3 separate regions of the Mus musculus genome follow, and all the other regions are linked to region 1. Evidence: chromatin contacts called from public HiChIP or PLAC-seq and promoter capture Hi-C data. All regions are on one chromosome and are shown on one strand. The core of a region is the stretch at or near the end of the contact, and the rest is flanking DNA. Distances in the headings are between cores, read along the strand shown. Region 1 holds the start of Sqle (squalene epoxidase). Region 2 has its middle 41 kb from the start of Gm36819. Region 3 overlaps Fer1l6 (fer-1-like 6 (C. elegans)).

Evidence for each region. Promoter capture Hi-C pulls out the DNA fragments that hold promoters and counts their contacts. HiChIP or PLAC-seq counts read pairs in DNA pulled down with a chosen protein or histone mark.
Region 2: a contact with region 1 is called in a promoter capture Hi-C map of neutrophils, with 4 times the contacts expected there. The contact joins the enhancer-like site here to the promoter of Sqle in region 1. A contact is called at or near these places in 2 of 39 promoter capture datasets (neutrophils and pre-B cells), 3 of 115 datasets of contacts at active chromatin or transcription factors (bone marrow-derived macrophages, large pre-B cells and pro-B cells) and 1 of 9 other capture datasets (pancreatic islet).
Region 3: a CTCF HiChIP or PLAC-seq map of the NIH/3T3 cell line shows a contact between it and region 1, with 5 read pairs. The contact joins the enhancer-like site here to the promoter of Sqle in region 1.

Annotation. Positions count from the first base shown.
Region 1 is chr15:59,313,502-59,316,615 of GRCm38.p6, reverse strand. It overlaps Sqle (squalene epoxidase), which reads right to left and starts at 1,524. Exons shown (of 11, transcript NM_009270.3): 1 at 487-1,524. The coding sequence starts at 771.
Region 2 is chr15:59,862,884-59,866,164 of GRCm38.p6, reverse strand. No RefSeq gene overlaps it. Among named protein-coding and RNA genes, the nearest start is that of Gm36819, 41 kb to the right of the region's middle. Within about 2 kb of position 1,299, at least 47 of the 459 cell types and tissues checked have an H3K27ac peak or open chromatin away from gene starts, as enhancers often do. A contact at or near this core is called in bone marrow-derived macrophages and neutrophils, where this site is marked.
Region 3 is chr15:58,570,811-58,573,838 of GRCm38.p6, reverse strand. Fer1l6 (fer-1-like 6 (C. elegans)) reads right to left here. Exons shown (of 41, transcript NM_001370912.1): 13 at 2,284-2,467; 14 at 130-250. Among named protein-coding and RNA genes, the nearest start is that of Gm36451, 25 kb to the left of the region's middle. Within about 2 kb of position 1,663, at least 15 of the 459 cell types and tissues checked have an H3K27ac peak or open chromatin away from gene starts, as enhancers often do. A contact at or near this core is called in the NIH/3T3 cell line, where this site is marked.

The DNA.
Region 1 (3,114 bases), core at 275-2,774:
CTTAGGAGCGGACTGCGCTGACTAATTGCTTCAATAGATAGTGGGGGACGGATTTCTGCCCAAAACTTTAAAGTGTTAGGCATCTTTATTGCTTTTCAAATTGCTGTCACTTTCCACTGTCTGCCATCACATTTATAAGTAGCCTTACCTGCCACACAAATTCTCCCTTGTCAGGAACAAAAATCATCCTTACCCAGGGATTTTAAATTAAAAGCCACAGTGAGTCTGTCTCCCAAATGAAATTCTAACATTTCCTACCAAAATCAACACCCAATCCCTGAGGTTCACACAACAAATGCTTTTCATCTTCCCTAAGAGCACAGCCACAACACAGTCCAGAACTTTAAGAAACGCAATCAAATGAGAACACTGACGCTTCTAAGCCACCACTTTCGTGACTTTTAAAGAAACCATAAACTTCAGTGACCTCGATCTGAAGTTTAAAATACGATCCCATTCATTTGCCCACTGTGGCATCAGGCATACCTTCTTGGACTCCAGCTGTTCTTTCTTTTCTGATTCAGGTGACTTGGCCCAGAAGAAGCCAATAAGAGGCAAAGCAGAGAGAATATCCGAGAAGGCAGCGAACTGGGCGCCGCTCTGATGGCGGCCAAGGAGGCCCCCGTGTCGATGGCGACAGCGGTAGGAGAGCACCAGGCCCAGCGACAGGAACACCAGCACGCACAGCAGGAGCTCCTTGTTGGCCAGGGTGACATCCCCGCATTTCTTATAAAAATAGGTGAAGGTAGCAATGCCAAGAAAAGTCCACATGGCTCAAAAGGCTTCTTTGGTGGCACCAGCCAAGGCTGAGGATTTTGTGTTTTGGGGGTCTCTTGGGGGGGTCTTTTTTCCTCGGAAGGTCTTCAGTGATTAAAATGTCCCCAAAATGTAGTTCTCAAAGGGGTTCGGGGCAACCGGTCGAACTTCTTCCAATAAATAGTTTCAGGATCACGAGTCAGATGTGATCAATTTTTGAAATCATTGAGAGTGCAAATGTATCTTAAGTTGTCCAGATCTTAAAAGGCAGCATTTAAAGCCTGCCTACCCCAACGGCTCCTGATTACACACTTCTTCATTCAGCCAACTGATGGACACGGGCCTCTCTATTGGGCTGAGGGGTGCGAATGTGGCTGTATACTTCGATGTCCGCTCGCCTGGCTGTAAACGGTCTTTTGTCACCAGCAGCAGGTGCTCGGTAGGAAGGAGTCGGGAGCGTAGAAGGATCTGGGTGCTGGGAAAGCTGCCCTTAGCAACACTGCCCCGGCAGCCTTCTCCAACAAAAGATGGCCACGGCGTCCCGAAGCGCGGCGGCAGCCTGGCAGCTCAGCCCTCCCTTGGAGATTCCTCCTCAAGCAAGCCCCGAAGTCACGGCCGGGAACCTGTCCGACCGACACTTGCCTTCCTCGAGAGTGAATGGCTGTCTCGGATGAGCGTCCTTCAGAGCGAGGCGAAGGCTCCTGCCCGCCGGGTCCCCAGCATCCCTCGCGGACAGTAACCAGAGTAACCGCTGCGCGCCCCGCTCGCAACCCGGCCCCACGCGCTTCAGCCGCCCGGCGGGCTCGGCCCAGCCCAGGGACCGGGAGGCGGGGCTCCGGCCCGGCACCGCCCCTTGAGCGGACCCCGCCTCCCACGCCGTCCGAACCAATGAGAGCGCGCACCGCGCGGTAGGCTGAGATGGCGCTATAGAGCGTTTGTCCAATGGCGGGCGGCGCACTCCGCGCGGCGCCAGTCGCAGAGGCGCTAGGGCGATGTTGCGTGGTGCGGGGCGGGTGCGTGGGGTGGGCGCGGGGCCGGTGGGTGAATGGGGCGGTGCCCGCTCGGCCTGGCCGCCGCGGGGTCCTCAGGCCCCACCTGCGGAGGGTGGAGCTCGCTCTGGAGGAACTCTTGGTGGCTCCTGGTGGCTCAAACGCAAGAGAGCTACAGGAGTCATCCGGGCGGACTGGATGATCACGGGCTAGAAAGGCGAGGAGGACGTGACACGCCGGCGAACCTGCCATAATTAGTGGACGAGGACTAAAGAAAATGAGAGAAGTCAGTAGGTGGAGATGGATCACGCCTTTAATCCCAGAACTCGGGATGCAAGAGGATCTCTGTGAGTTTGAGGCCAGCTTGATCTGCATAGCGTGTTCCAGACCAGTCAGAGATACACAGTGAAATCCTTCTCGGGTTAAAGAAAGAATGAGAAAGGAAAAAAAAAAAAAATGTCCTAATCAACAGCAATCCCAAAACTGTTTAATAAGATCATTTTATGTTTTAAGCACTATGCCAGAGCGTTGCAAACATTCATTCAACCCTTACAGCAGTCTTGCAAGAATGGCATTACCTTTCTGTTACAGAAGTAACCGAGCAGTTTATCTGCCGTCGTTCATGAGACTAACAACATCATTTTATACTATCCACAGCTACTGTCATGTAACCGAATTTCAGACTCGACAGTACCATTTAATTATCAAGCTTTCGTTGAGTTCTTAGTTATCTATGGTTTAGGTCTCACCCTAAACACTTCTCAGATATCTTTATTAGTTTCTGCGATTTTTTTTTAAGTCATTCAAACAGGTACAGTTGTTTAACCCGTTTATCCTTTAATAATGAAAGAAGTAAGTCTCACAGAACTGTATCCTACCAACCCTTTGCAGCAGGCACAGCCAACTCTATCTAGCTCCACATTTCTTCCTTCCTTTCGATTTGTTTACTTATGTATTTTGTCTACATGTATGGCTGCACTTTAGAAGAAGGCACTGGATCCCATGGGACTACAGTAACAGTTGTAAGCAGCCATTCGAGCACTAGGACTTGAACTGTGGACCTCTCATAGAAGCCATTGCTCTTAACAGCTGAGTCATCTCTCTGGCCCTAACACCACATTCCTAATGAGGGTCTCTCCATGTTCCTAAGTCCAACCAACAATAAGCTGAAATTCTAGGCAACTTAAATGAGTCTTAACCTTGCCAAATGTCTCCCACCTTTGGGCACTAGTAGGAGAAAATGAGATGTATCTAATACTCTCAAAAAGCAGCATTTGCACAGAACATAGGATGAGATCTTGGTGGTCAGTTCCACATGTCAGGCATACAAAGAGGCAAACTAAAACTGTCACTCCTGAAGCTAAGGAAT
Region 2 (3,281 bases), core at 50-2,549, 550 kb before region 1:
TGTGCTTTCTCCACCACACCAGAGATCACTAGTGTGAACACCATAGGCCATCTGGGCCAGAATGGCTGAGAGGACCTTAAAACACCTCCCTCACAGCTGTGGTTATGATTGGTACAACACCGTGTGAAGAAAGAAAGCGTCTTGTGGCCATCGCACTAGCACAAGCTCTGACACGTTAAGAGCAATGGCACCTTCAACAAGTCACATAGGCTCTCTGGACCTCAGTTTCCTCATCTGAAAACTTGGCCTCCCTGTTTTAGTGCACACCCATATGATGAGGTGATTAAGGTTGTGGGGCGTCAACAAAGGCACCTAGAAAGTGCAAACGTCTCCATCCTTAGATGATTTGTTCCCCCCCCCCCAAAAAAATCACACAGAAAGGTGAAGGGCATCTGTCAGCGTCACTGAAGGAAAAGTTCTGAATTCTGAAAAATTTAGATCAGTAGTTCTCAACCTATGGGTGGCAAGCCCTGTGGGGACCGAACATCCCTTTCACAGGGGTCGCACACCAGATATCCTGCACATTACAAGTCATAACAGTAGAAAATTACAGCTACAAAGTAGCGACACAAATAATGTTGTGGTTGGGATCAGCACAACATGAGGAGCTGAATTGACGGTCACAGCACTAGGAAGGGTGAGAACCACTGCTCTAGATGGACAGAAGGCAGTCAAATGAGTCTCCTGAGTTTCTATGCTGGGTTTTTACATCACTGTTGCTCCTCAGAAACCATCACCAAGAGCTGCTGTTAGAACTGTCAACTGCTGGGAGTCTGACATCAAGGATGCTCGGGTGACTGAGGAGATGAATAACTTGATCTTGCTCAAGCAGCTAAGCTCCGGGAAGGGAACTATGGTTGCTTATAATGGCCACCAGGGGGAGACAAATAGGGCTACGCGGGGGGAAAAAAGAGTTCTTAACTGCGGTGGTCCGCACTATCCACACGTTTTCTCTCAAGTTATTTCCTTTCTTATAAATGTCTGCCTCTAGCCCTTTACCAATTGTCAGATTCTCAGATGCCTTCTCAGTGTAAGCAGCGCAACCCCCAAGGATGAGAGAGCTAAGAGCACAAACACTGCACTGCTGACCTGAGATTAGCTTTGGCTGGTACCGGCTAACTACCTCCCCTGATTTCCACCCTGTTTGCCAGCACGCCCCTCCAGTCTATGACTTCCAGTTAGACTTCCAAGCGTACAATCTCCCTCTACTGCTTGCACAATGGCAGAAGCTTCTAGACGCTCCCCAAGCCTGTTTCCTCTTTTCCCCAAGCACGCGAGACCACATCTCTGGATCTCCCTTGCAGTTAGTTCAGTAGGATGCTGACCGATGGGTGCTGTCACAGCCTCTGACCTATTGCCACACTCTCTCTTCCCCTTCCACGATGACTTCAACAGCTCCTTAGTTAACGACGTTCACAAAATGGAAGGGTCCTCAAGTCGCTGTTTGTTGAGAAGACACGCTCCCCATAACAACACGATTCGCATCAAAGCTTAAGTAACTGTTCAGCCACCGAGAATGAAGGGATGTTAGCAACGGAATGTAGAGTTTACCACTTAGTCTCACCAGCCATAGCCCCTGGCTTACCCAATTCTCATCATGTGACAAGCACTGCTACTAACACAGCTATTACTGGTACAGTCGCTGTTCAATGGTATTTTAGTAATAGTGTTACCTGGTAAAGACCCAAGGACCACTCACCCGGCATGACCAAAATTTGAATTGGGAGTCTGTATTGAGCAGGCTGGGGACGGCCTGAAGAGAAACGCTTCCCAAAAGGCAGCCCTGAAAGCGCATTGCAGGGAGCTTTCAAAATTAAAGAACACAGAAAAACTATATCCTGGTTTGCCAGCAGGGAAGCAAGTTTAACAAGCAGTTTACCAAGAGTCAAGAGCATGCCGTTAGCTAGGGCATTTCAACCCCGAGTTTCTAAAACAAGGTTGGGTGCTTTCCCACGGGACTTCTAATAGCAGGGGGTGAGGGAGCCAAAGATGGCTTCAGCTGGGACAAGATGGAGAAGCTTTCTCACCTTCACAATAGAACGACATTATAAAGGCATCAATAATTAGTTCTTGACCCTGTGAAGCACCTACCTTGTTAATCCATTGGGATCCATGGATTTTCCAGGGTCATTTCTGTGAATACTCAAGTCTTTTTATTTTTATTAATTATTCTATTTGTCTGCATTTCAAATGATATCCCACTTCCCAGCTACCCCTCCACAAATGCCCCTCCCACATCCACCCTCTCCTGCCTCTCCTTTGCCTCTATGAGGGTGCTCCTCACCTACTCTTGCCCGACCACTCCAGCATTCCCCTATGCTGGAACATCAAACTTCCACAGGCCCAAGGGCCTCCCCGCCCATTGATGTCAGACAAGGCCATCCTCTGTTACATATGTATCTGGAGTCATGGATCCCTCCCTGTACACTCCTTGGCTGGTGGTCTAGTCCCTGGGATTACTGGGTGGTCCAGCCAGCCAACACTCTTCTTCCTATGGGGTTGCAATCCCTCTCCACCCCTCCAGTCCTTCCACCAGCAAACTCACTGGGACAGCTCAGTGGTTGGCTCAGTCTGATGGTTGGTTCCAAGCATCCACTTCTGCATTGGCCAGTTCTTGGCTGAACCTCCCAGGGAACAGCCACACCAGGCTCCTGTCAAACAAGTGCCTCTTGGCACCAGCAACAGTGTCTTGAGCTTGGTGTCTGCAGACAGGATGGATCCCCTCATGGGGTAGTCCCCAGATGGCCCTTTCTTCAGTGTCTGTTCCATTTTTGGCTTTTTGGTTTTTTGGGTTTTTTTGGTTTTTTGGTTTGGTTTGGGTTGGGTTGGGGTTTTTTTGTTTGTTTGTTTGGTTTGTTTTGTTTGTTTTGTTTTTTTGTTTTGTTTTGGTTTTTTTTGGCCCTGTCTTTCCTTTGGACAGGAACATTTCTGGGTTAAAAACTTTGAGATGGGTGGGTGGCCCCGTCCCTTGACTGGGTGTCATGCCTATCCACTGGAGATGTCCTCTACAGGTTCCATCTCCCCTTCACTGAACGAATTTTGGCTAAATGCTAAGTCTTTATATAATGATAATACATTTGCATATGACCTGTGCACATTCTCCTGTGACCCTTAAGTCACTTCTGGATTGTTCATCACACCTAACTCACTGTCACAATGACACTTTCACAGTTTTGAAAAAATTGACATTCATTACAGATGCAATTTTTCCTGGATTTTTTTTGTTTGTTTGTACTATCTGAGCATTTTGAATTCACAGAAGCCATGGATTCAGAGGGCTG
Region 3 (3,028 bases), core at 414-2,913, 740 kb after region 1:
CACATGGTAGAAGCTTTGAAATGCAGTAGTCCCCAATTCAGTGTTACTTAACCTGAGGTCAAGACCCTGGTTGAATAAAAAGGCATATCTTTGTCCCCAGTTTCCCATTCTATCTATGAAGCCACCTACCAAGAGGTCAGCCATTTTTTCCAGCATGTTGGACCAGTGCAGTCTGAATGTCTGGTCTCCCCAGGAACTGATGAAGGAGACACAGGGCTTCTTGGCACCAAAGGGCAAATAGTTGTAATTTCTGTAAAAGGTACATTGGGTGCAGAAGTCAGTAGATAAGGAGTGGTTTTCAAGGAATTCCGATTTGTTCACGTTTCATGTGTTCTGTAGGGCTGCAGAAGAGAGGGTATGATAAAACTACTAATCCCATCCTTAGTCTATAATTGGAGACCTGTGAACAGTGAACGCCGGTTATGTGGTTACCATGGAAATGATTAAGAGTTACCAATAAATCAAGATGGCGACACACATCTGATTCTAGCACTTGAAATGAGAGGCAGGAGGAGAATTCAAAGCCATCCTCAGCAACAAAGTAAATTCAAGGACAGCCTGGGCTGCATTTGAAACTCTCAAAATAAAACCAACCAAACAAACAAAAGGAGTTCCCCCCAGACATAGGACAAAGTTTTAAAATTACCATTAGTGTGTAGAGTATGTTGGAAAAAAACCTTCCTCAATGAAGACTTAAGTTGATAAAGAAAAAAGAGCAAGATTCCTTTTTAAATATGTGCATTCTGAGCACATTGTATTGACCTGCTGGTATAACAGATGAGAGTAAAATTTTTTGGAGAAAAGTAAATTATATGACCAATGGGGATAAAGGCATATATACCAATCTAAATCAGTACTTGGTAGCTTGATACCATTCTTTTATCCGTTTGTCCACTCATCCATTCAATACTTATTCTTACCAGGCACTGGTGCCTTGTTTGGCTAGGAAGGACTAAGAGGTATAGCCAAGCAGCAAAGATGTGGAGCCCCCAGGAATGTGGTGGTGGTGTGTGTGTGTGTGCATGTGTGTATATGTGTGTGTATATGTATGTGCTATGGGTCTGTGTGTGCATGTCTGTATATGCTATGGGTCTGTGTGTGCATGTGTGTATATGTATATGCTATGGGTCTGTGTGTGCATGTGGGTATCTGTGTGTGTGTATGTGCATGTGTATATGTGTCTGTGCATGTGTGTGTATGTGTATTTGAACACATGGTCACCAGATACCTGCACTGTTTAGGAAGGTTGGAGACCTTTTGGGAGGCAGAACCTCACTGAAGGAAGTGGTCACTGGATTTATTGCTTGACTCCCTTCCTGTCCTCTCTCTCTCCTACCTGACAGTAAACATGATGCGACCAGCTTCCAATCCTGCTTCATCATGGTGGACTGTATCTCCACGAAATATAAGGGGAAATAAACCTTGTGCCTCTAGTTGCTTTTATCAGGTATTTTTCTCTTAGTAACAAGACATACAAGGCCAGAATTAAGGACACAAAAAATACCTAAGATTTATACTGGCCAGAACTTGTCACTTACTGGCTTTGGACAGGAAGGAAAAGTAGACCTGGGGCTGGAGAGATAGCTCAGCAGTTATGAGGGTGTACCACTATACAGAGAACCAGAGCTCTATTCCAAGCATCCCTGTGGGGTGACTCACAGCCATCACTCCTGCTACAGGGGATCTGACACACTATCCTGGATTCAGCAGGCACACTCACGCATGAACATAGCTCCCCCACCCCCACTCCCACCCCCACATATGCATATAACTTAAAATAAAAGAAATCTTTAAAATATGGAAGAAAACAACTGACAATCTCCAACAGTGGGTTGGAAGACTGGGAGTGGAGGGATCTGTCTAGAGGTGGCAAGCTGGGAAACAAATGAGTCTGGTGACAAGCTGCCCAGATGGGGACATCTAATCTGCCCGATCTGGAAAGAGGAGCAGTGGCCAAGGAGACAGACTGGGAAGTCAGTTCCTAGGGAAATGTCTGGACTGCTTTAACCTGACACTTGTGGAAATAGTTTTCTCTCAGGTCTAACAGAGCATCATGGCTGCTCTGCCTTTAGATGAATTCCCTGGGCGTGTCTCTGGGGGGGGGGGGGGCTAAGGACTTACTAGAGTGGTAGTTACAATGCTTTTCCTGTTTGCAGCTGGTTCCAGCACTGAGATGAATTTGTGTTTCTTATCTTACTGAAAGCTGGATGAAACCGTCCCAGGAATTGGCAAAAATTGTCACCCAGCAGAAACTTTGCTCTCACCTGCCCTGTCTCCTCCTACCTGTTCCCGTCTGTCACCAGAGGCTTCTCTGGGTGAGTGGTGGAGGCCATGGAAATGGCACTGTCCTGGGCCACATCTTTTTCTCCTTCGTGCAGCAAAGGAAGGACGTCCTCTTCAGTCAGCTCAGTCGATTTTTTCTTACTTCCATGATGAGACCCTCCATCAATCAGGTTCCCAAAGTTACCTTCAGAGACAAGAGCAATGGGCTGAATGTCAGTGAGTGGGATCAGTCAGCTTAGCATACCCCACATTCTCTCACAGCAAGGAGCTAGGATCAGTCAGCTTGGCATACCCACACCCTCTCACAGCAAGGAGCTAAGATCTCAAGATAAAGACAGAAAGAACAACCCATGGAGAACAAGAAAACTGATTGACAAAGTCAAGAATTCTTATTTTCCTGTTCATAAAACGTACACAAGTTGCAAGTCAACAAAGATGGTTAAGGAAAAAAAATCCTCTGAAGGTTTTAATTTTATTAATTTATTTTTAATTTTATTTATAGCCATTTTTTTTTACCTATTTTAATTTTATCACATTATTTTGTGTGGGTACATATATCTATGAGTAAGTGTGGCAGTCGGAGGACAACATGCAGGTGCTGGGATCTCTCCTTCCACCTGTGCATCCCAAAGACCAAAGTCAGGTGATCGGGCTTAGCAGCAAAATACTTTGGCTTTCTGAGTTATCCCCGCTTTTAACAGCTTAGTGTATACCGCCTACCAAAATTCGCCATGGAGACTTGATA